2 separate regions of the Rattus norvegicus genome follow, and region 2 is linked to region 1. The links are chromatin contacts, called in public Hi-C maps. All regions are on one chromosome and are shown on one strand. Each heading gives the region's core, a stretch centred on a gene start, on an enhancer-like site or on the middle of the called end of the contact. The rest is flanking DNA. Distances are from core to core; before and after follow the strand shown.

Region 1 (6,280 bases), core at 2,284-4,783:
GTGAATGGTAGACAGTATCTAGACATCTGCCTTGCCTGGTTGCATTGCTATTATCGATGTATGCTTCTATTTCTGGTTACTGTGGATAGTTAAGATACTATAAGTGCTTTGCATAGTTAGATAGGTATAATTAATTAATGTAAGTGGGTAAATATAGAATACAAGAAGGGGTGAATAATAGGAATGATCTTGGGGTTTTCCTCCCAAGAAAAAAAGATGTTCACTGAATGAGAGATGTAGAATGCCTTCTAAGAGCCTTTCCCCTGTGACATCATGTGCTGGAGTCATTCCAGTGCCTCCATTACTCCTTATACAATGTGACTCCTAGGTTTCTTATCCCCATGTCTTTCTTTTGTGTCCATACCACTTCTGGCATGGTAAATCATAACTTTCTTCTTACCTGATGCTTCTGGTTGATTTCCAGTGTCTAAAGGAACCCTTGTCATGTCTTGACCTTCTCTTTGAAATCCAAGGCAAGTCTTTGCATTTGTAGTTTAAAATCTACACCATTGGTAAGACGCCCAGCAGCGTTCCAATTTTTTAAGACTATTTACGATGATTATTTTGTCCTTTGTAAAGTAGCTGTTTCAGGGGGTTGGGAGGGGATCTCGGAGATACACAATGAAAGCCAACACTGGACCGTTCTCCACATGGCAGGCTCTAGAGGGTTCCATGAGCCTCTCTTTTCTGGGTCAGAGTATAGGAACAGCTGCACCATTTCCTGGCACAGGGAAGAGGCAAACAAGAGTGAACTGATGGCAGAGGACGTGGCCAGTTTCAGACATCAGGAGTTTTGAAGGAAATCAGAAGTCCGAGGTAGGGCACGGAGAGAAGTGCTCTGTTCTCGGTGAACCCACGAGACTTTAAAGGAAACACCCGATTAGAAAATTGTAATTTACCAGACATGGCATTGTGTTTTTTAGTGTTTTATCTCTTGCCTATCTGATATTGTTGTTACAAAGAGTCAGTTTCCCAAGTTGAATGCTGCATGATAATATCCTGTATGTAAAAGTTTCTTTCTTCTAGGTTTCTGTTTTGGTTTTGGTGTGGTTACGTTTTGTTTGTTTGCTTTCCTTACGTGTTTTGCCTTTTAGAATTTGAGAATATAATATAATTACAGCTTTCTCTCTTCTCTCCAAGCTCTCCCTTCTACCCCTCTCCCCGCTCTCCTTCAGAAGCATGGCCTCTCTTTTTCACCAATTGTTCTCGTACGTGTATAACATAAGTAGAATCTCTTCAGTTAGCATAGTTGTATGGTTCAGTTGTATGGTTTTAGGGCTGACCTTCAGACAACCAGTTGTGGGGAAAAACCACTCCTGTTCCCAGCTTTCCTCAGTTGCCTATAGTTCTTTGAGGGGAGGTGGGTTGAGACCTCATGGGCTTTCCCCTGACCAGTTTAACAGCTGATGTATTATATGGTGGTAACCTACAAAATCAGAAAGTGATTTCCTTCCAGAAACTGTAACTCTTACAGATAATAAGACTTGGACACTTCAAAAACGTGAAACCCTTGAGGGAAAATACAGACAAATGTGATTAGGTAATTAGACAATGAGAGACCAGACAGGAAGAAAGGCAGGGGTCTTCACCAGGAGTCAGTCCTGTGCTACCTGTGTGAGCATGCATGTATGACAAGGAAATAGACTATATCCGTCTATAATATACATGCACACATATATGTGCATCCTTGGAAAATTATTTAGATCTTCTGCTACCTAAAGTTATGTCGTTGTCCAAGGCTTGATTCAAATTCCATCTGTTTAAAGGAACCAGTTGACTCTCTAGGTGTGCCTTCTTAGGAGACCTAGTTGAGCCTCTATGATGTCTATGTAAACAAGTTACATTTGACTTGAGAGTTTTTTGTTGGTTTTGCTTGTGTATTTGGTTGGTTGGTTAGGTTTTGTTTTTTCAAAACATAGTTTCTCTGTGTGTCTGTGGCTGTCCTGGAACTCACTCTTTAGACTAGGCTGGCCTCGAACTTACAGGAATCAGCCTGCCTCTGCCCGCTGAGTACTGGGATTAATGCTGTATGCCATCACCACCCAGCTGATCCTAGGTTTTGACATGAGTTAGTTACCCATCAAAGAATTTGAGTATACAGACGTTGGCTTAAAGGACTTTTCAAAGAGAATACTGCTGATGAGAAGACTGAGTTTGGGGAAAGAGTTTTGCTTATTCAAAGAATAAAAATGCTGTAGCAAGCAATGAAAAGAGCTGCACAAACGGAGATTAAAGAAAGTGATAGGGAACACGGCTTTATAGAATATATTGAGAAATTTGAACTGTCTAAAAGCAAGAAAACCCATCATTGAAATTTTTAGATTGGTATGACATGATCAACTTTGCAATTAGATTTTTAAAAAAATCACCAAAATGATGTCTGATGAATTAAGTGGGAGCCAAAGCCAAAAGCCAAAGCTAGGCAGTCATCAGAGAAGCCACTGAAATGATCCAGGTATGAGGATGGGGTGGTGGAAGAAGTAGAAACAGGAGCTGGATCCACTGAGACTTGAGGACCAAGTGTAGGGGACTAAATGGACAACTAAGCTTGGCCCGCATTGTTTTCAAACTAAGACTAAGTATGAGGAGAAAGCTGATGACTTGTATTTTGAGTACAGTTGGTTTACAGACTCAGGAGATATCCAAGGACAGGAGAACTGTGGCATTTGGAGGAAGTTTGGCGTCAGTATACATCTAGGAGAGTTCTGGAACATGGAAGTTACAAGGAAGGACATCAAAGGCACAATGGGAGAAAGATAAGGTTCTTACATTCTTTTTTAGTGGTTTAGTAATGGAGATCGAGGCCATAGGGAAGTCCAGCGAGACAGGAAGGAGCAAAGAGGTCCTTATGGCTTAGTTATCATGATGGCTAAGCAGAGCACAGTAATGGAGGTGTCAATTGTATAAAGTTTTATTTTTCTTAAACATCTTAATTAGATTTATTCATTTCATTTCATGAAATTTTTGTTTTGCTTCCTTCATGCAGCTTTGGTTCCTGTGGAAGTCAGAAGAGGGCACCAGATACCCTGGAACTGGAGTTGGGAACCGCCATGACGGCACTGCAAATCCAACCCCTGTCCTTTGCAAGGGCAAGTTCTTCCTAACTGCCGAGTTAAGGCCAAGTACACGGTGTTGAAAGTTTTTAAGTTGGTAACTTAAGCTCTGGCTTTAGTAACGAAAAGGTTAATCTCTAGTCCCCAGTTCTGAGTCCGCAGTGAAGCAGCTCGTTATTGCAGGATCTCCAAGACTGAGCCTGTGCAAGCACAGAGTTTCCTTTCGTTTTTCTCCAACCGTGTAAACAGAACCTCCAGTCTGCGGTTTGCACCGGGCAGCGGAGCCCCACGTTTCTCACGCGGGGTGGGGAGAGTGGGCCAGGAAGGCTAGGCTGCCGCTACCGAGGCACGGGGGGAGGTGTTACGCTGCTGGAACAGCCGGCCAATCCCAGCCGCTGATTGGCCGAGGAGGAAAGAGGCGGGACGCCTTCTGGCTTTTTCTCCTGCCCGGTACTTTCGGTTTTCTGCGCTGGGCCTGTCAAAGCTCCCTGGAGACCTCGGGGACTGCGCCCCTCAGACCCTCTTGGGACGTAGCTGAGTGGCGCAGGGAGATCTGTCTAGACTCGAGCTCCTGAGTGCAGTGAGTGAGCTCGGGGTGCGGGTCCGGGTCCTGATGTGGGTGCGGATGCGGGTGGAAGTGAGGCGCCCCACACCCTTGGGACTGGGGTCTGCTGCCCACAGATGACCTGTCATGCTGCAGAAAGAACTTGAGCGGGACCGCTTGCCCAGCTCCTGGCGCTGGCGCCCTTGTCCCGCCGTTTGCACTGCTAGGGTAAAATGACTTGTGCAATAACATTTCTCCCGGAAGACACTGCACCTTCCTACTTAACTCTTGCTTGCCTCACCTCCGGCCGGCTCTTTCCACCGCTGTAACGTTTCCTTCCTTTCGCAGTCATATCAACACTGTTCCATCCTCTGAGCCGACGCCACTCCGTGCATGCAACAGGCATATAACTTGCTGTGTGTGGTGGTCGCTTGTGTTGAACCCCCAGTCTGCACCCGGAGACAGCCCAGTAAGTCTTCGTGGACACGAAAGTATTTGGAATCTCAGCTCTTACCGGCTTTCTAAAACTTAAAGGTGGGATTTAGTTCCTGTAGAACCGCTAATGGTATAATTACTATCTAAAATGCTTCCGGAACACTACCTAAAAGTTTAGGGGCAGGTGTATGGATGGGTGAAGGTTGCTTTTATCTGGGAGAAATGACTTGAATCCTGGTGTTTCAATGAGGATCCTGGATTCAAACTTGTAGTTTCATCATGGGGTTTGTCTTTTGCTTTCCCACTCCTACTGATACATACAAGGTTTCAGCTGAACAAACGGTCCTGCGCTAAGTAACACTTATGATTAGGCCATATTCCTGGCACTCTAGGGTCCAGAGGACGCTATAGCAAAAATATATCCCGTCTGAGGCTCTGATGTTTACGCCACAGCAGACAATCAAAGCTTCCCGCGAGGAAGGTTGGAGCTAATGCTCTAAAAACAGTGCAAACCCCAACAAAGAAAGCTAGATGTGGCAGTGACAGATAGCTTTAGAAGTGCCATCTGTACAGAACTCTGATTGCTGGAAGCAGTGTGGTCCAGTCTGCAGCGCAGGCTAGATTGGGAGGATAGTTTGGTGGAGGCATGGAATCGGGAAAGAGCCAACTCTGAACTCTGAGCCGGGTCTTGCCAGTCTCAGGTTTCATGCCATAGTGGAGGGCTGGCGTCCTTTCCAATGGTATTTGAAACGGTGGCTTGCTTTGTAGTCTAGACATTTCCTTACTATACTTTGGAGGGACATTTGTGCAGCAGACACGACTTCATTCAGCACATGAGTGTTTGAAAACAGGTATTTATCCACAGTTCCACATGCTACGTCAAATTTCAGACCCTTACTCAGAGGTCTGGCAGTACCACAGTCTCTTTACCACTCTGAATTGTGGTGGTGCCAGTGTGTAGTGGTGTGTACCCTGTCACATGATGGTTTCTAGAGAATCTTAAGACTTCCTTAAATTAGGGATTGCTGTAATTTTTAACCTTTAGGATTACAATGTAAAAGTTATCTGAAGAGATAAATATTACTTTATCCTTGGAAATGGCATTTGGCAATGCTGTAGGGAAAAAAAAGACATTTCTTTTTCTGAGCTAATGACTCACTGTGTAGCCCTGTAGGCTAGGCTTGTGCTCTGTGTGTAGCTCAGGCTGACCTTGAACTCATGGCCTGCTTGGCCTCAGCTTTCCCAAGTGCTGTGATTTCAGGTGTAGTCAACCAGGCTTGGGCCGTTGTTCCTATTTAAAAATCATTATTAGGGGCTCTTGAAGATGGCTTAATGCAAATACTTCTCACTGTGCAAGCCTGAGGGTCTGAATTTGGATCGCCAAACTCAAAAAAGAAAGCCAGGCGTACTGACCTGCATCTCTGACTTCAGTGCTGGAGAACACAGAGTTTGCTGGTGAGCTAGTCTCAAAAAAATAAACTGGAGAAAGGATTGAGGCTGATATTCTGATATTAACTTTGACCTCTCCATGTGCCTGCCAGCACATATTAAAACAAAAACTAAAACAAACAAAAATAAACAAAAAGCCAACAACAAAATCAGTACCGAGATTTGGGACTTCTTTGCGTCAGATTTATTGTTTGCTTCAGGCACAAAAGAAAAATTATTTCTTTTAAAATGTGTTTAACAAAAATACTTGACTTTATGAGTCATAAATATAAAATGTCAACTTAAGCAAGCGAGACGGTTCAGTGGGTAGAAGGTCTCGCTGCTCTGCTGGAGAATTTCATCTCGTTCCCGGGACTCACAGACGGAAGGAGAGAACCAACTCCTGCAGGCCGGCCTCTGACCTCCGCTCGTGTGATGTAGCACACTTGTACACATACATGTGTGCATGCACATACGATAAGTAAAATGTAATAGTCATAAAATGCCAGCTTTACAACATACTATAATTTGTAGAAAAAGCTTTAGGAAGTGCTTGTGAACTATATTAAGTCTAATAGCTACTTGCTTGATAAAAAGTACTAATTAGTATCCTAGTAAGAGCACCAGTGGAAGGGGAAGCCCTGGGTCCTGCTAAGACTGAACCCCCAGTGAACTAGTCTATGGGGGGAGGGCGGCAATGGTGGGAGGGTTGGGAGGGGAACACCCATAAGGAAGGGGAGGGGGGAGGGGGATGTTTGCCCGGAAACCGGGAAAGGGAATAACACTCGAAATGTATATAAGAAATACTCAAGTTAATAAA
Region 2 (6,280 bases), core at 2,045-4,544, 670 kb before region 1:
CAGCTATGAGGAAATGAGTAACTTCCTGTGGTTCTTTACCTAGCTGACCACCATTATTGCAGAATCTCTGTATTTATGACTATCTAGCCAGATCCTGCAATTGTGCCCCACAGACCTTCATAACACATGACTCTAAGGAGCATCATTCTGCATACGAACCTACACCAGTCCCAACAATCACCTTCCTGATGAAGTGGTAACTCAGATTCTGATGTTTAATCAGATTACACTTTTTCCCTTTCATATTAACCAAGACACAATTCATCTCTGGTATGAGTTTTCCTCTCTCTTTTTTAGTTCCATTTATGACTTCTCTACTCCAATCTAATGAGCACTAAGATATATCTAAGCATTAGCAACCAAAGAGAATGGACTAACAATTTGGCTCATTATGTATAACACACATTATGGATGAAACCCAGACAGGTAGGCTAACATGGAGACTAAAACACTTTTATACTCCCCACATGTTCCTGCAGGTCAGGATGCAGTCATTACCCACATGGCACACACTAATTGTGGCTGTATGTACTATACATAGAATAGGACAAACAGAAGGCTTCAACTTTCACTACTTAAAGTCCCTTTAACTCTAGTACAAATTCATCCATAGAGACAATGAAAACTATAGATCAAAACCCATGTCTAGATTCTATTTTAGTAAATCAAGAGAGACTACTTCAAATGACACCTGAAAGACACATTTTTCTAATGTTACAGACAGGGCTCCACTGGAGCTTGTCTAAACTCAGGTCTGCTGGGAAAAGTTCACCTTCTCAACCACAGGGAGCAGAACTGATAGTGTTTAAAACAGTTACCTACCTACGGCATAAAGCCAAGTCTTCACAGGCCAAATGAGTGGCTTACAGTTTATACTTACCAATTATTCTATAAACATTATTTGAAATTTAATTAAACAAAATGCACTTTAATACTTACTCTCCAATTTTTTGAAGTTCACCACCTCTTCCAGTATAAAGTGTCAGGCATCCTTTCCACATTGATGCATATCTAGAGGAAAAGTAAATTATGCTTTCAGTAGAATGTATAGTATTTTCTTTTATAGTTATTGACATGGTCAAGGATGATATAAGTCATCTACTTCTGCAGATCGCAGTTCTCAAACTCCTCAAAGTTTGGCACAACTTTATAAAGGAGCTAAAAAAAGACCACTAACCTTCCTCTTGCCCTGCTGGCCTTCCCAAATTTTGCAAGTTTTAATATCAACATAATGAAACCAATTGTTTAGTGTGAACAATTTTAAATGTGAATGACATCATTAAATCTAAGGAAAATATAATCTAATCGAGTTAGCAGAATCAGACCAAAGTCTGGTTTTTTTCAATGTATTTTTGTACAACTACCAAGGTAACTTCGTGACTAAAAACATATTATGATTAGTAGTAGTATTGTAGTTCTCCCCATAACCCCCAAAAGAAGCAATTCTCTTTTGTGGGAAAAGCTATGAAAGTTAAGAAGATGTAATTTAATGTCACAATGACTCGGTGAATAAGAATAAGATGCCTAAGTTCTGACTCTCACTTCCTGCTTTGATGACACTTTACCTCACTTCCTGAAAATGCTGTAAGGCCTGTAAGATAGTATCAAAGAGCTCCTGCCCAAAGACTCAATACTTCTTAGATTCTCTTAGCCCAACAGCAATTGCCAACTATTTTTCTGATGGCTACCAATAAAGTTATCACAATTCTCTCAATCACAGAAGCTTCCATATTCTACTTTCTAAGATTCTTTCCTGGACTTCTCTTAAGACCAACATTTGGTAAAAATTTCAAGTCTATGAAAAAAAGTACTCTATCTCCATAACCAATTAAATATTCTGAATGGATCAAAGATGCTCTCTCCTGCCACTTGGTGTTTTATTTTGGTTTTCATGAAACACTGATCTTGCTGAGTACATGTGACCACAGAAATGTTAAATTCAAGCTGGGACTGTAAGTCAGATGGCAGAATGTTTGCTTGGCATGCAGAAGGCATTTTGTTCTTTCCCCAGGACGTTTCGGTACCCGCCTGGAATCCTACCACCTGGGGAAGTGGAGGCAGGAAAAAGCAGAAAATCAAGGTCATTCTCTTGGGCATCTTAAAGTTCAAAAAGAACCTGGAATACAGGAGACACTGTTTCCAAAATGAAGGCAAAATTAGGAGTTAAATTCCCCAGCTATTCAATTTATGTCCATACCACCTAAATGATGAGTACAAATAAGGTACTGAAAGGATTTCATGGTACAAGGAAGGAGGTGGAAGACATGGAGTGACTAAAAAGGAAATGTGTCCAAGTGGTGTGGCACAAAAAACTGATTTGGCAGCCAGGTCTCTGTAGGTTCGAGGACAGATTAGTCTATAGAAATTGCTCCAGGTTATATAGAAAAACCCAGTCTCGAAGAAAGGGGAAAAAAAAAGGGGTAATGTGGTCTTTATCGGCCTCACTGATAAAGGCTCACAAACTTCTGTGGTATTTTCAAAATAAAATTAACCTTTAAGATTGGATGATAGGAGTTAATTCCCTACTTAAAACAAGGTAGCTGTGAAAGGTGAGCTGCCCAATGCTGTCCACTAAAACGGCTCACTTCTTGAAGTGGCCCATGGAAGAGCCCGGCAAGTTCTGAACCCCGGAAGTCGGCCAACCCCACACCTACCCCAATTTATGCACACCTACCCTCTGGTCAATCGAATAATATCCCCTGTCTGTATGAGCCCTCCGATCTCATCCCACACAGAAATAGTGATGCTTCCCGTTCTATCAGCTACTTTGCAGGATCTCACTTCATGGCCGTCTTTGGTTTTGGTCACTCGTCCTGTGAAGATTTAAAAAATCAAACAGGGGAGAAGGAAAGATGTGTTAGATAAGGAGTCCATTCGAGAGAGCTGTCTCACCCTCCTCTGGCATGCTACGTGACTGACTTCTGTCCCCGGGTAGGAGTCTCAGCTGGGAGCACGTGGGGTCGCGGGCGGGGAAGAAGTCCGAGCGCTCGAGGGTGTGGGGCGGGCTGCGGACCTCACTTACCTATCTCCAGGACAATAAAGACGACATTTAAGTTTTTCAGTCCGGCCTTAATGTCTTTTATAAAAAGAGGAGGGTCGTTGACCCCATGCATACTGAGAGGCAGGTGCGGCTAAGCTTCAGAGACCCTCTAAGCAAGGCTTCCCACCCTCCGAGGCCAGGGGCAGAGCCGGGGGCAACCTGAGGCAGGCCTGGCGACCAGAGTCGGGAAGCGGTTATTCAGGGGCCGGGGAAACCAGCCCTAGAGGCGCCAAGCCGAAAGGGGGAAAAAAAAATGGAAGAGGGGAGTGGGGGTCGGGGGAGACTCTCACAAGTTCCAAAATCAAAAAAGCACCCCGAGACCGCTCCCAAGTGGGCGGCGAGCAAACGAGCGTGCAGACTGCCGCCTCCGCTAAGGGAAAAGGGAACAGGGGACGGCCCTGCCCGAGTCCCGCTTTCCCTCAAACACACGCACACGCGCGCGCCCCCTCAGTCCCAGGCTCCGGGAAGGTACGTGACAGCAAAACAGCAACGCTGTACACCAACCACGCAGCCCGCGTCCGAAACAGCAACCGGCGAATGCGCCCTCAGCTTTATTAAGCCGCGCCCCGCCCCTTATGGCGTCACGCGACGTCACCACGCCCACTAGCACGCCTCTGGGGCGGAGCCCAGCGCCAATGATCACGCAGCCTCTCTAGCTCCTCCCCTGCTGTCAGCTCAAGCCCCGCCCCCAGGCCGTCCAATGGGCTCTCGGCCACACCCTCTTCCCGCCGGTCGCGCAGGTTTCCGGGTTTCTGTAGGGCTGTGTCTTTTGCTGCTCGGAGGGAACTTAGGCTTCTTTACCTAGTTCCTCAGGAGCCTTCAGTTCGGTCACCTTTGCCCTTTAGGATCAAGGAGGGAGAGAAAGATCGAACTGAAGGCTCTCAAGAAAGAGTTTCCAAGTCGCAGGGAACTTGGCGATCAACTTCTTACTTTAGAGGTGTTTAAATTGGGACCCAGAAACACCACGTCGTCTTTTTAAAAGCAATTTGTAAACCTGTTCTCATGCTGATAATAACCATACACAGTTAAGTTCCACAGATAATTCATTTTTTCTTTAACCCTTTTCTTTAAATTTGGCTTTTATATAACTAAGGTGAATTAATCATACACTGGTGAAAAAGAACCTTAAAACAAAACCTAAAAGGGAGGGGTGTACGTTTTACAACCAAACAAGCTGGAGCTGGTGCCTAATTGTGTGAACTTGAAAATAGTTGGTTAAGCTTCCTAGCCAGAATTTAATATTCTGAACAATAAAACTAAGATCCTTACCTCATAAGGGAAGAAATGGGGTCATAAATAAATTGCCCAAGTGATGTAGCAAATAGATCCGTGATCAATATTTCATTTCATCAGTTTTCTATTGAAAATAATAACCTGTTATTTAGTCTCGTGATGAGTGATAATTTTAACCCCATTTTACAAGTAATAGAACTCACTAGAGAATAACCAAACAGGGTTTCAATTTAGGCAATCTTGACTCTAGGAGGCTTCAACCAGAAATATTTTATGTTGAAGTAGTGTGATTGTAAGGCTCCAAAACAGACTGAAGAAGTAAAATGGAAAGAGCAGAGTATATTCTAGTATAATAGACAGTCATATAAGCAAATGCTGTGGAAAATAGAGAACTTCTATATCAAAGCATGTGGGACTGGAGAGCTGGCTCAGGGGTTAAGAGCAGTGACTGCTCTTCCAGAGGTCTCGAGTTCAAATCCCAGCAACCACATAGTGGCTCACAACCATCTGTAATGGGATCTAATACCCTCTTCTGATGTGTCTGAAGACTCAATAAATAAATAAATTTTAAAAAAAGAAACATGCTTCTGTTTTCCTTTCAGGATAATATCGGCAAACAGCATAGACATATTGCTAGAAACATTTTTAAAAATAATCACATTATCGAGAATGTTTAAGTATTTGTAAGGAAGTAGTTGTGTGCATTAAACGTAAATTGGAACCTTTTTTAAAAGGTTTGATAATGAGCTCTTTAAAAGTTTAAGAATAGACATCAAGCCATGTTGAGAATATTTGAGCAGCCTGGAGGTGGAGCATACCTTTAGTCCCACCATTCCGGAGGCAACAGCAACCGGTGAGTTCAAGGTCAGCATGGTCTACAACCTGAGCTACACAGAAACCCCACCTTGAAAAAAACAACAAAAAACGATAATAGAGCAAAGTGGTGGCCAGGGGTTTGGGGGTGAGGGGACTAGCCACTCCCTGAATTATCAACCATTTGCCCTCATAGAAAGGACTAAGAGGCATGCTCAGAATTATATACACATTTCTTAAAGAGGGCCCAAACATCAGGAGCCCAGGCCCTGTGTAGGTAAGGCCCAGGTGGGTTCTCAGCGCTGACCAGCAGTGAGGGGAGACGTGGACAGACTCATGCCTCTATCCCCAAACTGAAACTGATAACTGATCACAAACAAAAATTAGTTTTCTCTAACAGTTTCACTGGGGATACAAACCACTCTTAAAGCCAGGCCATACAAAAACAACTCGATGACATTTTGGGAGGTTCTTTGGCTCATAACATTTTGTCCGGACTTTTTTTTAACCTTACCAGTCATATATTATGGTTTCTTGTACAATTTCTGCGTGTCTGAAAGAGAGTCACAGTGTCCATCTGTTTCTTGTCCTTTTTTCTTATGTTTTGTTTTTTCTTTGTTTTTATCTTATTACAATTTTTTTTAGATTCCTGTTTTCTAACAGAGAGGGGGGGAAGGGGGAGGGAGGGAGGGAGGGAGGGAGGGAGGGAGGGAGGGAGAGGGAGAGAGAGAATGAATTAGATAGGATGCAAGGATGGACCGATCTGGAAGAAGTTGAGAAAGGGAAACCATAATCAGAATATATTGTATGAAAAGATCTATGTTCAATAAAAAACACACTTGCATGCAAGAAAGAAAGAAAAAACAAAGAAAGAAAGGAGCAGGCTCTATAAAAAGCAGAAGCTAGTGCCGAGGCTGTCCCTGCCCTTCCGGGCCCTCCCTCCCTCAAGGACAGACTCAGCTGATTCTCTCTCACTTCCTCCCCAGCACAGAGCACCCACAATGAAAATGGCACCATGTTCTCACAAATCCAAAGGCAGCCTTGAGAAACTGCAACAAGAGCACACAATGGAGAGCCGTAGGCTTCAGTTAAGCCTAAGTCAGTTCCCAAAGATGATAAAAGAAAAGAAAAAAGCCTGGTCGCGATGCTACAGGTCCTTAAACCAGCACTAGAGGTAAAGGCAGATCAACTGCC

The links. Hi-C and Micro-C count contacts between places; a contact is called where the count stands out from the background.
Region 2: a contact with region 1 is called in a Hi-C map of liver, with 3 times the contacts expected there. The contact joins the promoter of Nabp1 here to the promoter of Stat1 in region 1. A contact is called at or near these places in 3 of 12 Hi-C or Micro-C datasets (Schwann cells, frontal cortex and liver).

Annotation. Positions count from the first base shown.
Region 1 is chr9:56,949,179-56,955,458 of GRCr8, reverse strand. It overlaps Stat1 (signal transducer and activator of transcription 1), which reads left to right and starts at 3,533. Exons shown (of 25, transcript NM_032612.3): 1 at 3,533-3,633; 2 at 3,946-4,131.
Region 2 is chr9:57,615,955-57,622,234 of GRCr8, reverse strand. It overlaps Nabp1 (nucleic acid binding protein 1), which reads right to left and starts at 3,294. Exons shown (of 6, transcript NM_001014216.2): 1 at 3,023-3,294; 2 at 2,675-2,813; 3 at 940-1,011. The coding sequence starts at 3,113.